2 separate regions of the Macaca mulatta genome follow, and region 1 is linked to region 2. The links are chromatin contacts, called in public Hi-C maps. All regions are on one chromosome and are shown on one strand. Each heading gives the region's core, a stretch centred on a gene start, on an enhancer-like site or on the middle of the called end of the contact. The rest is flanking DNA. Distances are from core to core; before and after follow the strand shown.

Region 1 (5,975 bases), core at 2,163-4,662, 200 kb after region 2:
ATAAAAAAGATAATAACAAGTGTTGGTAAGAGTGTGGAGATTTTGGCATCCTCATACATTGCTGGCAAGATTAGAAAATGATGCAACCACTTTTGAAAACAGTTTGGCAACTCCTCAAAATGTTAAAATAGAGTTGCCATATGACCCAGCAATTCCATTCCTTGAACTATGACATGAGGCAAGAAATAAACTCTTACTGTCCTTAGCCATTGAGATTTGGGAGTTGTTTGTTACAACACTTGACTTACCCTAACCAATACAACAAGAATGAAAATTATCTCAGGATTTCTGAAAATTTTCTTAAGAACCATTTATCATTTTTAATTGATAAAGTTAACCTTATAGAGGTTGAAATATTGGTATTCTTCAAGGATATACATTAAGCTTGGAAATCTCATATTCAAAAATGATCAAATTTGTCTACAAAGCAGTTGGATAAAAGTCACAAATGATTTCAGTGTCTCTAGTAGGAATGTGTAAATGTAAAAACGTTTCAATGTTTTTATAACATCAGTTTCCACATCAGCTGAAAGAACTTCAAATGTGCTATTCATAAGATTTTTGCAAGCTTATGCCATTGACACCCATCCTCATTAATTTTATATGGCAGTTATTTGGTAATTTCCATAAAATATTCTTAGAAGGCATATGTTTTTCATTTCCAAAGTTTTTATTAATAATGTAATATGACCATACCAATAATCTTATCTACAGATATCCTATTGCTCATAATAGAAAAAAACCCACAAAACAACCATTAACCTGGCAGGATGTCAAGATCAATAACTTTCACATTAAATTTAGTGTTAAACTTTTTAAAAAACAGCTTTGTTGAAGTATGAATTACATAACATAAAATTCACTTATTACAAGTGAGCAATTCAGTGGTTTTTAATAAATTTGTAGAGTTGTTCAACCATCTCCACCATCCAGTTTTAGAACATTTCCATCACCCAAAACAAATCCTTTGTTTCTGTCTGCAGTTACTCTACCCTCTTTCCCACAGCCCCAGGCAACCACTAATCTACTTTCTGTATGTATAAATTTGCGTTTTCTAAACATTTTATATAAATTGAATTATATAATATATAGCCTATTGCATCTGCTTTTTCTTTATTTAGCGCAGTGTCTTTGAGGTTCTTCCATGCTGTAGCATGTCAGAGTGTCAGTTCCTTTTTATTACTGGGTAGTGTTCCACTGTGTGGATGCACCAGAGTTTATTTATTCGCTTGTCAGTTGACGAGCTTTGGCTTATTTCCAGCTTTTGGTGATTATGAACAAAGCCTCTATAAACCTTTATGTAGAGCTTTTGTTCAAACATGAGTTTTCAGTACATGCCTGGAAGTGGGATATTTGGGTCAAACTCTAAGCATATGTGTAACTTTAGTTTTGAAACTGCTAAACTGCTTTTCAGATTGGCCGTACGAGCAAAAGGTATGAGAGTTCAGTTGTTCTGCATCCTTAACAGCACTTGGTATTTTCAGGGACTGCTAAAAACTGTTTTATTAGGTATGTGGTGGTATCCCACCACATTGTGGTTTTAATTTTCATTTCCCTAATGACTAAATGTGTTGAGTCTTTTATCATTTGGTTGTTTGCCATATGTATATTTTTGGTGAAAGATCTATTTAAAACTTTTGTCTATTTTTTAATCAAGTTGTCTTCTTCTTATTGAATTGTAAAAGTTCTTATAAATGCTGCTGCAAGTACCTTATCAGAATGTGATTTGCCAAAGTTTTCTCCCAGTCTGTGGATTGTCTTTTCCATGTTCTTAATGATGTCATTTGAAGCACAAGAATTTTTAATTTTGATGAAGTCCAGTTTACCAGTTTTTTTTTTGTTTGTTTGTTTGTTTGTTTTTTTATAGATCATGGTTTTGGTGTTATATTTTAAAACTCTTTTCCCAGCCCAAGATCATAAAGATATTCCTCTAAAAATTTTACCATTTTGTTCTTACGTTTAGGTATATGATCTATTTTGATGTAATATTTTTATATGGCATGAAATTAGAGCCCAAATTCATCCTGGTATTTGTGGATATCCAGTTGTCCTGCACCATTTGTTAAAAAGACAATTCTTTACTCCATTTAATTACCTTGGCACCTTTGTTGAAAATCAGTATGACCAGAACCATAAGAATCTGTCTTTGGATTATCAATTTTCTTCCATCATTCTGTATGTCTATTCTTATGCTAGTTTTCTGGTGTTACCATTATGACTTGGCTTACTGTGATAGCAGCAACTTTTTATTTTTTATTTATTTATTTTTTATTTTACTTTAAGTTCCAGGATACATGTACAGAATGTACACGTTTTTTACATAAGTATACATGTGTCATGGTGGTTTGCTGCACCTGTTTATTTTTTGAGGCAACTTTTATATACTAATGGCAAACCAAATCTATTATAATTGTGAGATAATACTATTTTGCCCAATACCTTGAGCTTCTGGAAAATAATTACTTTTTCATTACTCGTATTCATAAAATAGTAGGTCTCAGCAAGGTGGAAATTAGAGGGAAGTCTAAATGCTTGGAGCCTAAACTGTGTTTTACAGAATTATATATGATTTGCTAAAAACTGTATTTTTAAAGACATATTTATAATAAATTTCTCCAATTTAACACCGAAAGCTATAGGGCTGAGAGCCAGCTTGTGTTTATCTAATATAAGAAGTATTATCAAATTTTCTACTTTGAACAACATTTACTACACTATTACTGTATATTATTGAATTTAAGATGTCATTAATTATAAAGTGCACCAATTATTTATTTATCACTAGGAAATAAATAATGCTTTCAATTAGAATGTATAGTATGATCAATTGAAAAAAGATACATTCTAATTTCAGAGATGTAAAATTCTAAGTAAATGTCCATCTTAAAATGGATGAAATATAATATATCAGCCACAAAATATTACTTTCGAGTTGTCACATTTATTCTAAAAGGGATTTTCCTATTGCGAGATCTCTTTAAGGCTGTATTCTTTTTTCTCCTTTGCTTTGTATACATTTTCACAGTAAAGTAAAATTCTGTAATAACTGCAATGCTTTTGAATGTATTTCAAATTATTTTGAAGCGAGAGACTGAATTTGGCCAGCTTCAGACACATAGCAAATATGTTGTCTCAATGAATCATTAATATTTCTTCAGCCAGCAGCAATCTCATCTTTCAAATCCATGTGCATCTTTACTGTAATGCCTACTAGTGTGAATTATTTTGAAACTATTTACCAAACATTGAAACTTCTGGGATAAATCAATGATTTATAATAACCCTGGAATGGCATACTTTAAAATCTGGACAATCCCAGAAAATTCGGGATGTAGACTCCCTATACCATGAACATTAGTCACTGGCGAGACTGCCGAGAAGCCACAAACTCAGCCCTCTGTGGAATGCACATTCCAAAGTAGAAGAATTGCCAGATGTGAATAGATGCTATCATTTGCTCCAGGATCTAATTCCTCCCATAGGACTGGACCTACACATAGGTAGTCTGAGCAGCTGCTTCTGCAGCGTCATCTAAGGGGCACTGGAACTATCCTCACTACCCTCAAATCTCTCACTTGCTGACTTGCCCCAGGGCCTTGGTATCACCTCTTTGAGGTAAGACACTACCTCCAGAGAGTCCCTGTCTATGGAGGGCTGACACCTAGTAGTACATCATCGCTTATTACTGGCCCGGAGGAAGACAGGGTCTTGAGAGGAGAAGGTAGGGCTTAGAGCACCAACTTCTTAAGGTTTTCTGGTTATAAGAAAGCTGAGACAGCCACTTGGTCCACCTTAAAAAGGAAGAGGGGCTATTGTAGAGCAGTTATGCTAAGGAAACACAGAGTGAACCAGGAGTTTCAAAGTGATTCAGAAGCTGGTGTTTCTCTAGGGAAGCCTCAGGCCCATGCTCTCTGGCCTGCACGGTCTCCCTCTCATGTTGAATCTGCTGTTGCCTGCATATCTGCTCTGCTCCACTCTCACCATCTACTAACTCATCTTTAATATACCTTCAAAAACCTGCCAGAGTACTTATCCTAGCTAATGATATCAACCCAGCTGGGGAAAGTCCTTCTCATCAGGCCGCCTAATGGGCCACACAACAAACTACAACTAGCCCATGCATGGGCCACCCTTGGGCCAGATGTTGCCCTGGACTGATCTGATTCCATTAGCAGGGGTCTGCCAGTGGGCCAGTCCCAGCTGGAAAGAGGCATTGAGCAGGGTGAGAACTGTCCATGTTCATAACAGAGAAATTGGCCATAGGGTGGGTGGGTGGCAGTGGGAGGGTGCATGGGGGGTAATAGAGGATGCTGACACCTAGGTGGAGAGTGAGCAGTTGAGAAGGGAAATGAAGGGCATCACAGATTAACTTTGTCTTTGAGATTCTGTATATAAAAGTTCTTTGCACACAATGAAAGTGCTCTGTGGACTGTGATTGAAGAGTGTAATGTTTTAATTAGCATGCAACTTTGCCTCTGAACAAAAGGAGCGTCAACATCAGGATTCTTTTGAGAACTGGACCCTGGTATGGGCAATTGGTGCTTGCTCCCTGCAGGGCCATATGATAAATCTTCTAAAACTTGATCTCAGAACCATCTGCATAGAGGGCAGAAGGAAGATTTATCCATTGGATTCTATCCCCTATTGGTCAAGGGCGCTCCACATTTCCATGTTACCCATATACAAGTCCGGAAGTGAACCTTCCACTTGCCTGTTGAAGAGGCATTGAGAAGTATCACCACACAGCTGTCTCGTTGCACCTGCAGGAGGCTCCTCCAAACCACAAAGAAACTGGTTTCTGCTGTAGCATCTGGAGGTGCTGCCACAGAGATTTGGAAGCACATAAGAGGCCTCCAATACGCTCAGTCATGATCACCTATATGCGTAATGCTTTCTCTGAAGGAAATACATTTTCATCTCTTCCAGGGTGTTTAATCCTATTTGTGATGCAAAAATATCAACTATGTCCATTTCCTTCATTGTCCTAGAAAGAAAACTCAAAAATACAGACCCACACTTCAGTTGCTTATTCCTTGAGAGAACTAGTCTCTCTCTCTCTTAGATACTGACACACACACACAAAAGAACCTACTACACGGGCCACTGCTGTGTTGCACAACTCCAAAATGCACCATTCATGTCCTAATCCATGGAATTCTGCAGAGCCATGGAGCTGTTCCCAGTGGCCCTACTCACAATCCTTCTCCTGGATTTTGTTACTGACGTGGTTAAAGTAGAATCTACTTTCAGGTCAAAATCACCACCAGGAGGTACAAAATCCCATCATTAGTGCCATGTCCCTTTCTTAAAATGCTCTCAACCTTATGAAAATGTGAGCATACCCCAACGGGATGGCAGATTTTAATCTGCCGTTAGGCATTTTCATTTTAGTAAAGTGAAGGCACTGATGGGAGTGAGAGTGGGTAAGGGAAACAGGTCACTGAGTACTGGAGGAGAAGGGGTGGAGGATGTGTGGCTGGAAGACTCCAAAGACAAATTTCAGCGACTTCATGGTTTGAGCTGGAACTGACCTTTTTCAAGCTGGTATGAATCTAGCTCACTGTATCCAGAACTGTATAATTTTCCCAAGACTTCATGTTCTACAACTTGGCATCAGTCATCTTTGTGGCTAATTCTAGGCATTTGTGGAATCTTCAGAAGACATATATAATGAGACCCTCAAAGCTGAGGACCTTCTCTATGAATACTCCCTGTGACAGCACTTGAACATGATCAGACAGGAATACTGATGGTGCTTGAAGTCATCAACAGGCTCTCAGAGTTTCTCAAGGAGTTTACAGTGCAAGATCAAGCAGTCCACACAGATTCTGAGATAAACCAATAAACAAGTAGTTGTGTACCAAAAGAGTGGTATTGAATCAGAGGATGAAAGAGCAAGGTGAGAAATCAGAAAGATTATCTTAAAACTCAAGCCATGGAGGGTTAGCAATCCACAGGCCAAATTCGACTTACTG
Region 2 (6,578 bases), core at 2,697-5,196:
TCACCCCAAACATTCTCCTGCAACCCCAGGAGTAAGCCTACTAAAGGGCTTCTATGCATCCTTGCTATTTTACTTTCGGGCTCTGGAATCTGGACAAAGCAAATTAGAATCTGGCATGAGTTTGCTACTCTTTTAATAGCCCTGATACATCTTGGAGTGCCCCATTTACTTGGGCATTTTTACAGCTCTATTTTAAAGAAAGTGAAAACAAAAAAGTTCAAATGTTTAATAGTAGGGACCATGGTACATGTTGGTATTCAACTCTCACATTCTCCATCCCCACACCCCTCCACCTCCAGCACAGTATCTTGCTCAGTAAACCCTGTGAAGTTTTTATTTGTCCGCACTTCTTTCTTCTCTCACCTCTTCTTGTCTCCAGGGAGGATACTGTGGGGCTGGCTCCTCTTATGACAGCGTCTATTAGTATGCTGGCTTTGTGCCAGCCTGGCTATTCCATTCACAGTCTAAGTCTGGAGAGCCCAGGAACTCAAATTCTCCCTTTACAGTGGGTAGGGGGCGTGTCCATGACAGTCCCTTCTTCCTTGCCTGTAGAAAACCCTGACCTCAGCTTTGCTCTCCTCAGACACGCCAAAGAAAGGAGATGAAATTGGCGGAGGTGGCCTGATTCTTCGCTAGTGGGGGGAGTTAGGCTCCCAATCCTCAAAGAACTGTTCACTTTTCAGACCTGGGTTTTCCTGAGGGCACTATGTAGCGACCACTGTGCGCTGTACTTGGATTCAGAAGACCCGGCTGCAAGTTTGGATACGACCACTTACCAGCTACGTGACTTTAGGCAAGCCACTTTAGCTTTCTGAGGTTATCCACAGGGTGGCTGGCTTGAAAGAGTGCGCCTTGATTCTGTTCCATTACCTGCACTACCCATATTTAAGGGTTGGTACTTCAAGAGACACTCAAAAAAACAAAGGTTACGAGAGTTATCTACTGACTCGTTTCAGAGGAGATTCAATAAAGGCTTCCCAGGACTGGCCCCAGGCATTCCCCGGCCTCCCCGCAGCTGCTGCCCGTCCCCGCCCCCACTCCATTCCCTGCGCACCACGGGCTGGTGCAGCGTAGCTCTTAGGGGGTGGTGTGAGTCCTTGGAAAGCTCCGAAGAATTTCAGAGGGTCAGTCACTCTCATTTACTCTAATGTGCTTTTAAGACTCCTTGATGGGGCTCCTTCCTCCACCCGCCTTCCATTGGCCTACTCCTCCGGGAAGGGTGGCAGCCGAAGACCTCGCGGTTTTCCCTCGCTCAGGCACCCCTGCCCCCTCCCCCCGGCCCGCGTCCTGCCCTCCGCGGCCTGCTGGCCGGGCACTCGGGCGTCCAGGAGCTCCCCCTCGGGGCGGCGCGCGGCGACCGCCGGCGGGTTTGCCGGCTGCGCCAGTCGCGGGGCGGCCCGGGCAACTAGCCCGCCTGCCAGTCCGCCCACGTGCGCAGAGAGGAGCGAAGCTCGAGCAGTCGCCGCGCCCGCGCTTGCCGCCGGTGGGTGCCTCACCTCAGGGGCCGGCGGGGGCCGTAACCCGAGCCCCATCGCAGGGATCCGCATTTGCATAATTTGGCTTTCCCCCCTTCTTTCGGACTCAGGGCCGGAGATGCGAGTCGGGCTCCCCTCCGAGGCGTTGTCTTCCCCATGGTCAGCGCGGGGGCCGCGGGACCCGCCGGAGCGCAGGCGGAGCGGGCTGGCACACGTGGTAAGAACGCAGCTATCTTTTCTTGCTCTTCTCTTCTCTTCTCTTCTCTTCTCTTCTCTTCTCTTCTCTTCTCTTCTCTTCTCTTCTCTTCTCTTCTCTTCTCTTCTCCTTCCTTCCTTCCTTTCTTTCTTTCTAGGACTTTGCACATTTTTGCTGGGTGTGGGGTATCTACTAGGGTGCTAACCTTGCTGCGATTTCTTTCCACGTCCTTTTCATCCCCAATTGGAAAAAAGCGCACAGCGCGAGCGAGAAACTTTCCCAAATGTGCTCTGGGTGACTTACATCAGAGATGGCCGGCCGCCGGAGACCGGCTTTTTTGGAGGGAGAGGGAGAAGCAGCGCTTGGGTGGAAGAGCAGAGGGAGAGACCGCTCCCGGCCGCCCCAGGGCCATGACCGCGGTGCGCTGGGCCTGGCGAGAGCAGGCGCACGGCTGCAGCGGCCGAGGCAGGTGAGCGGCTGGAGAGCCGCCTGCAGCGCCGCACTCCCTCCACGGCGTGGCGCAGTGGCTCCCGCCTGCCCCGGCCCGCACTAGGCTAGTGCCGCTCCGGGCCGGGGGTGAAAAAGGAACAGGACAGGCCCGCGAGGCTGACCCTGCGCATTATCCCTGGCCTCCACGGCTTTGGAGCGGGAAAGGGCTCTGGGGCAGTTCGCAACCTGCACAAACGACCATGAATGAGCCATGCAGGCGGCGGTGCGCTGGACTTGGGCACCCGGGACCAGCCTCCTGTGGGGCCCCGGCCAGGCCCAGCTACCTATGCGGGCTGGGGCTCACTGGTGGAAGCTTTGCGCCCAGCATGCCAGAACCTGCTGCTATTTGGACTTTGGAAAAGTTTTTTAAAATTGCTTTGGGAACTAAACAGAAGGGTTTCTACCGGGGTCTCGCAAAGTAAAACGAGTGGGTTGGGGGATGGGGATGGCGTCTTGAAAGTGATTAGAGATGCTTTCGGCCGTCACTGAGGACCGCGCTGGGCTCACCAAGGTGTTTTTTGGGGAGGGAGAGAAAATATTTATTCTAGTACGTGTATTCTGGCTCGGGTGCGGGCAGGGCGCGGCCCTGGATAGTGGGCCATGGGGGTCAGGAGGAATCTGTGGCTGCCGGGACAGGTAGTGAAGGCTAAGACAGTGTCTTCACAGAGCCTCCTGTCCCGCGAGCCCGGAGCCCGCTCTGCCGCCGGGACACTGCTGGCAACGCGGGCGCGCGGGCGCAGTCAACAGGGAGGTGTGTAGTGTAAGGTGTGTGAGCGGGTGTGTGAAGAGGGCAGCGGGGGCGGGAGTGTGTAGCGGAAGTGGAGCGAGTGTGTGTGTGTATGTGTGTGTGGAGGGGCAGGGTGAGTGTCCAAGCTTCCATCTGGACGCCCCCACGCAGCCGACCGCCCAGACGCGCCGGGAAGGGCGCCCGCTCCGCGCAGCAGCTGAAGGGGGGCGGGGAGCGCGCGGGCAGAGGAAGGAGGGTGTCTCCGGCTGAGGATTTCTCTCGAAGCTCCCCACAGTAATTCTGCTCCTCCTAGGGTTTACCCTCCCAGTCCCAAGGTGCCCAAAATACTTAAACAAACAAACAACCCAAACCTGTTCCGTTTTCGCTCCTGTATAAATAGAACAGACTTTCCAAAAAAGCAATACGCATTCACTCTTATCACCAGCCACTTCTTTCCACCAAGTAATTCAGAAAAAAGCAGTCAGCTTCCGTGAATGCATGTAGCTTTTTTTTTTCTTCGCTGCCTCCTTTTGCTTGCGGTTTTGAGCTGCCAAGAAAGTGAGTAGGGGTTTGACTGTAGTGTCTCGGCTCAGCTCGGTTTCTTTCCGAAGTTTAATTTTCCGGAATGGCTCCCAAACAAGGGCTAGGGAGGCGGAGCCGCCGGCACCGGATCTTCGCCTTTTTTGGAAAGTCCCAGAGAACCGGAATTCCTCCCCGCCCCGGGAGGCTGAGCCGCAGCCCGGAGCCGCTCGCTCTCCCGCTGTGGCTGTGGCTGGGTCCATGGCGCGCCCTCTCTCCCGCGATCCCTGTGCCCCGGCCCCAGGCTGCAGCTAGGGCCGCGTGCCCGGGACCCCCGCGGATCCCCGCCGGCTGCGAGCTGGGAGTCGCGAGCCCGGCGGAGTCCGCGCGGCCGAGCCCGTGTATGCAAATCAGCCATGTGACGGCAAAAGCCGCCTGGCCCAGCCCTGTTCCTCAGTCCATATATGGGCAGCGACGTCACGGGTATTGAAGACCTGCCCATAAATACTTAGAGCAACACTTTCCGTCTAACTGAGCAAGGAGCAATTGATTAATAGCTCGGCGAGGGGACACACTGACTGTTATAATAACACTACACCAGCAACTCCTGGCTTCCCAGCAGCCGGAACACAGACAGGAGAGAGTCAGTGGCAAATAGCCATTTTTCTTATTTCTTAAAAAACAGCAACTTGTTTGCTACTTTTATTTCTGTTGATTTTTTTTTTTTTTTTTTTTTTTTTTTTTTTTTTTTGGTGTGTGTGGTGGTTGTTTTTAAGTGTGGAGGGCAAAAGGAGATACCATCCCAGGCTCAGTCCAACCCCTCTCCAAAACGGCTTTTCTGACACTCCAGGTAGCGAGGGAGTTGGGTCTCCAGGTTGTGCGAGGAGCAAATGATGACCGCCAAGGCCGTAGACAAAATCCCAGTAACTCTCAGTGGTTTTGTGCACCAGCTGTCTGACAACATCTACCCGGTGGAGGACCTCGCCGCCACGTCGGTGACCATCTTTCCCAATGCCGAACTGGGAGGCCCCTTTGACCAGATGAACGGAGTGGCTGGAGGTAAGCCGCGTGTCTTCGCAGGCCGGGACCTGCGCGGCCCGGAGGTGGTGGGTGGGGTGCAGTGGGTGTGCGGGAATCGCAGGAGAGGATTGGGGCTCCAGGTGGACGGTGCTGATTGCACTGGCTTTGAAGACTGGAAGTGGGTGTAGGAGGAACCTGCGGCAGCAGGGACCAGGGCGCGCGGGCAGATGCGCCAGGTCGCCAGCAAACCGGCGTGCGTGCGCCCCGGCGCGCCCAGCCCCGGGCGAGCGCAGGGATGGGGGTGGAAGAGGCGTCCCTTCAGGCTTCGAGGCTTGCGCAGGCCCTCTGGCCGGTAGCACTTCGACCTCCCCTCTCCCGGGGCAGGGGCAAAGTGACGGTAAAGTTCGGGGCTCCCGGGGAGAGCTGCGCGCCTGGAGAGCCGAGCGGCGGAGAAGCGCCAGGGGAAATCGTCGGTAGCTCCCTCCTGGGCAGAGCCGACCCCGGGAAAATCTCGGAGCGCTCCCTTCTTGCGGCCTGGAGGCGCTCCCCCACCTGCGCACCGCCCGCGAAGTTGAGGGGGTTAGCAAGGCGGGGGCTCCGGCCGGCGGAGGCAGGGAGTGGGTGGTGGAGGAGGGCGAGCAACGGCGGGAAGCAGCCCCCGGACTGCTGAGGGAGGCCCGCGGGGGCACCGGCGACGCCGGTTTCCTTGGCGATGCCGTGGAAGTCGTCTCTCGCGGCCCCCGCACCTTCCTCGAAGCCGGGCCACTGGCCTTGAGCTGAGGCGGGGACGCGCGGCTGTCGGGAAAGGCGGAGAAGATTGGGAGGGCAGGGAAACCTACGGACTCCTTCCTCTACAGCCCCCATTCCCTCCAGCAGCCCTCAGCTGAAGCGCAGCGGGAGAGGGAGGGAGAGAAAGGCACAAGGCGCTGCGGATGGGGAGCAGCCGGGAAGTCACCCACCCGCTTCTCGGGCTCTCCTCTCGGTTTGGCAGCATCACGGCACTAGGTCGATTCTTGGGTGGTGTTTGTCCTGGTGCCTCAGCCGTGGAACCCCCAGGCAAAGAAGAGGGAGAGAAGCTCCGGGCAGATGGGGCCTTTTAAAATATTGTTGTTGCTATTATTGGGTGTTTTTTATTGGGGACTAGAGCTGCAGATGGCTGGGGGTGGAGGGGAGTTGGGAAAAGCTCATTCTGCTTTTTTGGAGGTAGTTCTTGAGTTCCATACTGTCAATGGGTTGCCACAGTTGGGCTGGCCTCTTCTTACTGTCTGTGAGTCTCAATTTCCCTACCTTTTGGACTTTGCCCCAGCTCTACAGTGCTGAGACTCTGGGCCTTGGGAATGGACCTATGTGAGCCGGGGTGAGAAGGGAATCCTGGCTGTATTTTCATTGTTCCACCTCCATTCTGCCTTTTCCCTCCCCAGATGGCATGATCAACATTGACATGACTGGAGAGAAGAGGTCGTTGGATCTCCCATATCCCAGCAGCTTTGCTCCCGTCTCTGCACCTAGAAACCAGACCTTCACTTACATGGGCAAGTTCTCCATTGACCCTCAGTACCCTGGTGCCAGCTGCTACCCAGAAGGCATCATCAATATTGTGAGTGCAGGCATCTTGCAAGGGGTCACTTCCCCAGCTTCGACCACAGCCTCATCCAGCGTCACTTCTGCCTCCCCCAACCCACTGGCCACAGGACCCCTGGGTGTGTGCACCATGTCCCAGACCCAGCCTGACCTGGACCACCTGTACTCTCCACCACCGCCTCCTCCTCCTTATTCTGGCTGTGCAGGAGACCTCTACCAGGACCCTTCTGCGTTCCTGTCAGCAGCCACCACCTCCACTTCTTCCTCTCTGGCCTACCCACCACCTCCTTCCTATCCGTCCCCCAAGCCAGCCACGGACCCAGGTCTCTTCCCAATGATCCCAGACTATCCTGGATTCTTTCCATCTCAGTGCCAGAGAGACCTACATGGTACAGCTGGCCCAGACCGTAAGCCCTTTCCCTGCCCCCTGGACACCCTGCGGGTGCCCCCTCCACTCACTCCACTCTCTACCATCCGTAACTTTACCCTGGGGGGCCCCAGTACTGGGGTGACCGGACCAGGGGCCAGTGGAGGCAGCGAGGGACCCCGACTGCCTGGTAGCAGCTCAGCA

What was found. A called contact is a pair of places that touch in the nucleus more often than the background predicts.
Region 1: a Hi-C map of fibroblasts shows a contact between it and region 2, with 3 times the contacts expected there. The contact joins the enhancer-like site here to the promoter of EGR2 in region 2. A contact is called at or near these places in 5 of 14 Hi-C or Micro-C datasets (CD4 T cells, blood, cortical neurons and 2 more).

What each region holds. Positions count from the first base shown.
Region 1 is chr9:87,181,654-87,187,628 of T2T-MMU8v2.0, forward strand. No RefSeq gene overlaps it. Among named protein-coding and RNA genes, the nearest start is that of ADO, 190 kb to the left of the region's middle. Within about 2 kb of position 3,413, at least 1 of the 40 cell types and tissues checked has an H3K27ac peak or open chromatin away from gene starts, as enhancers often do.
Region 2 is chr9:86,979,896-86,986,473 of T2T-MMU8v2.0, forward strand. It overlaps EGR2 (early growth response 2), which reads left to right and starts at 3,947. Exons shown (of 2, transcript NM_001258086.1): 1 at 3,947-4,465; 2 at 5,848-6,578. The coding sequence starts at 4,297.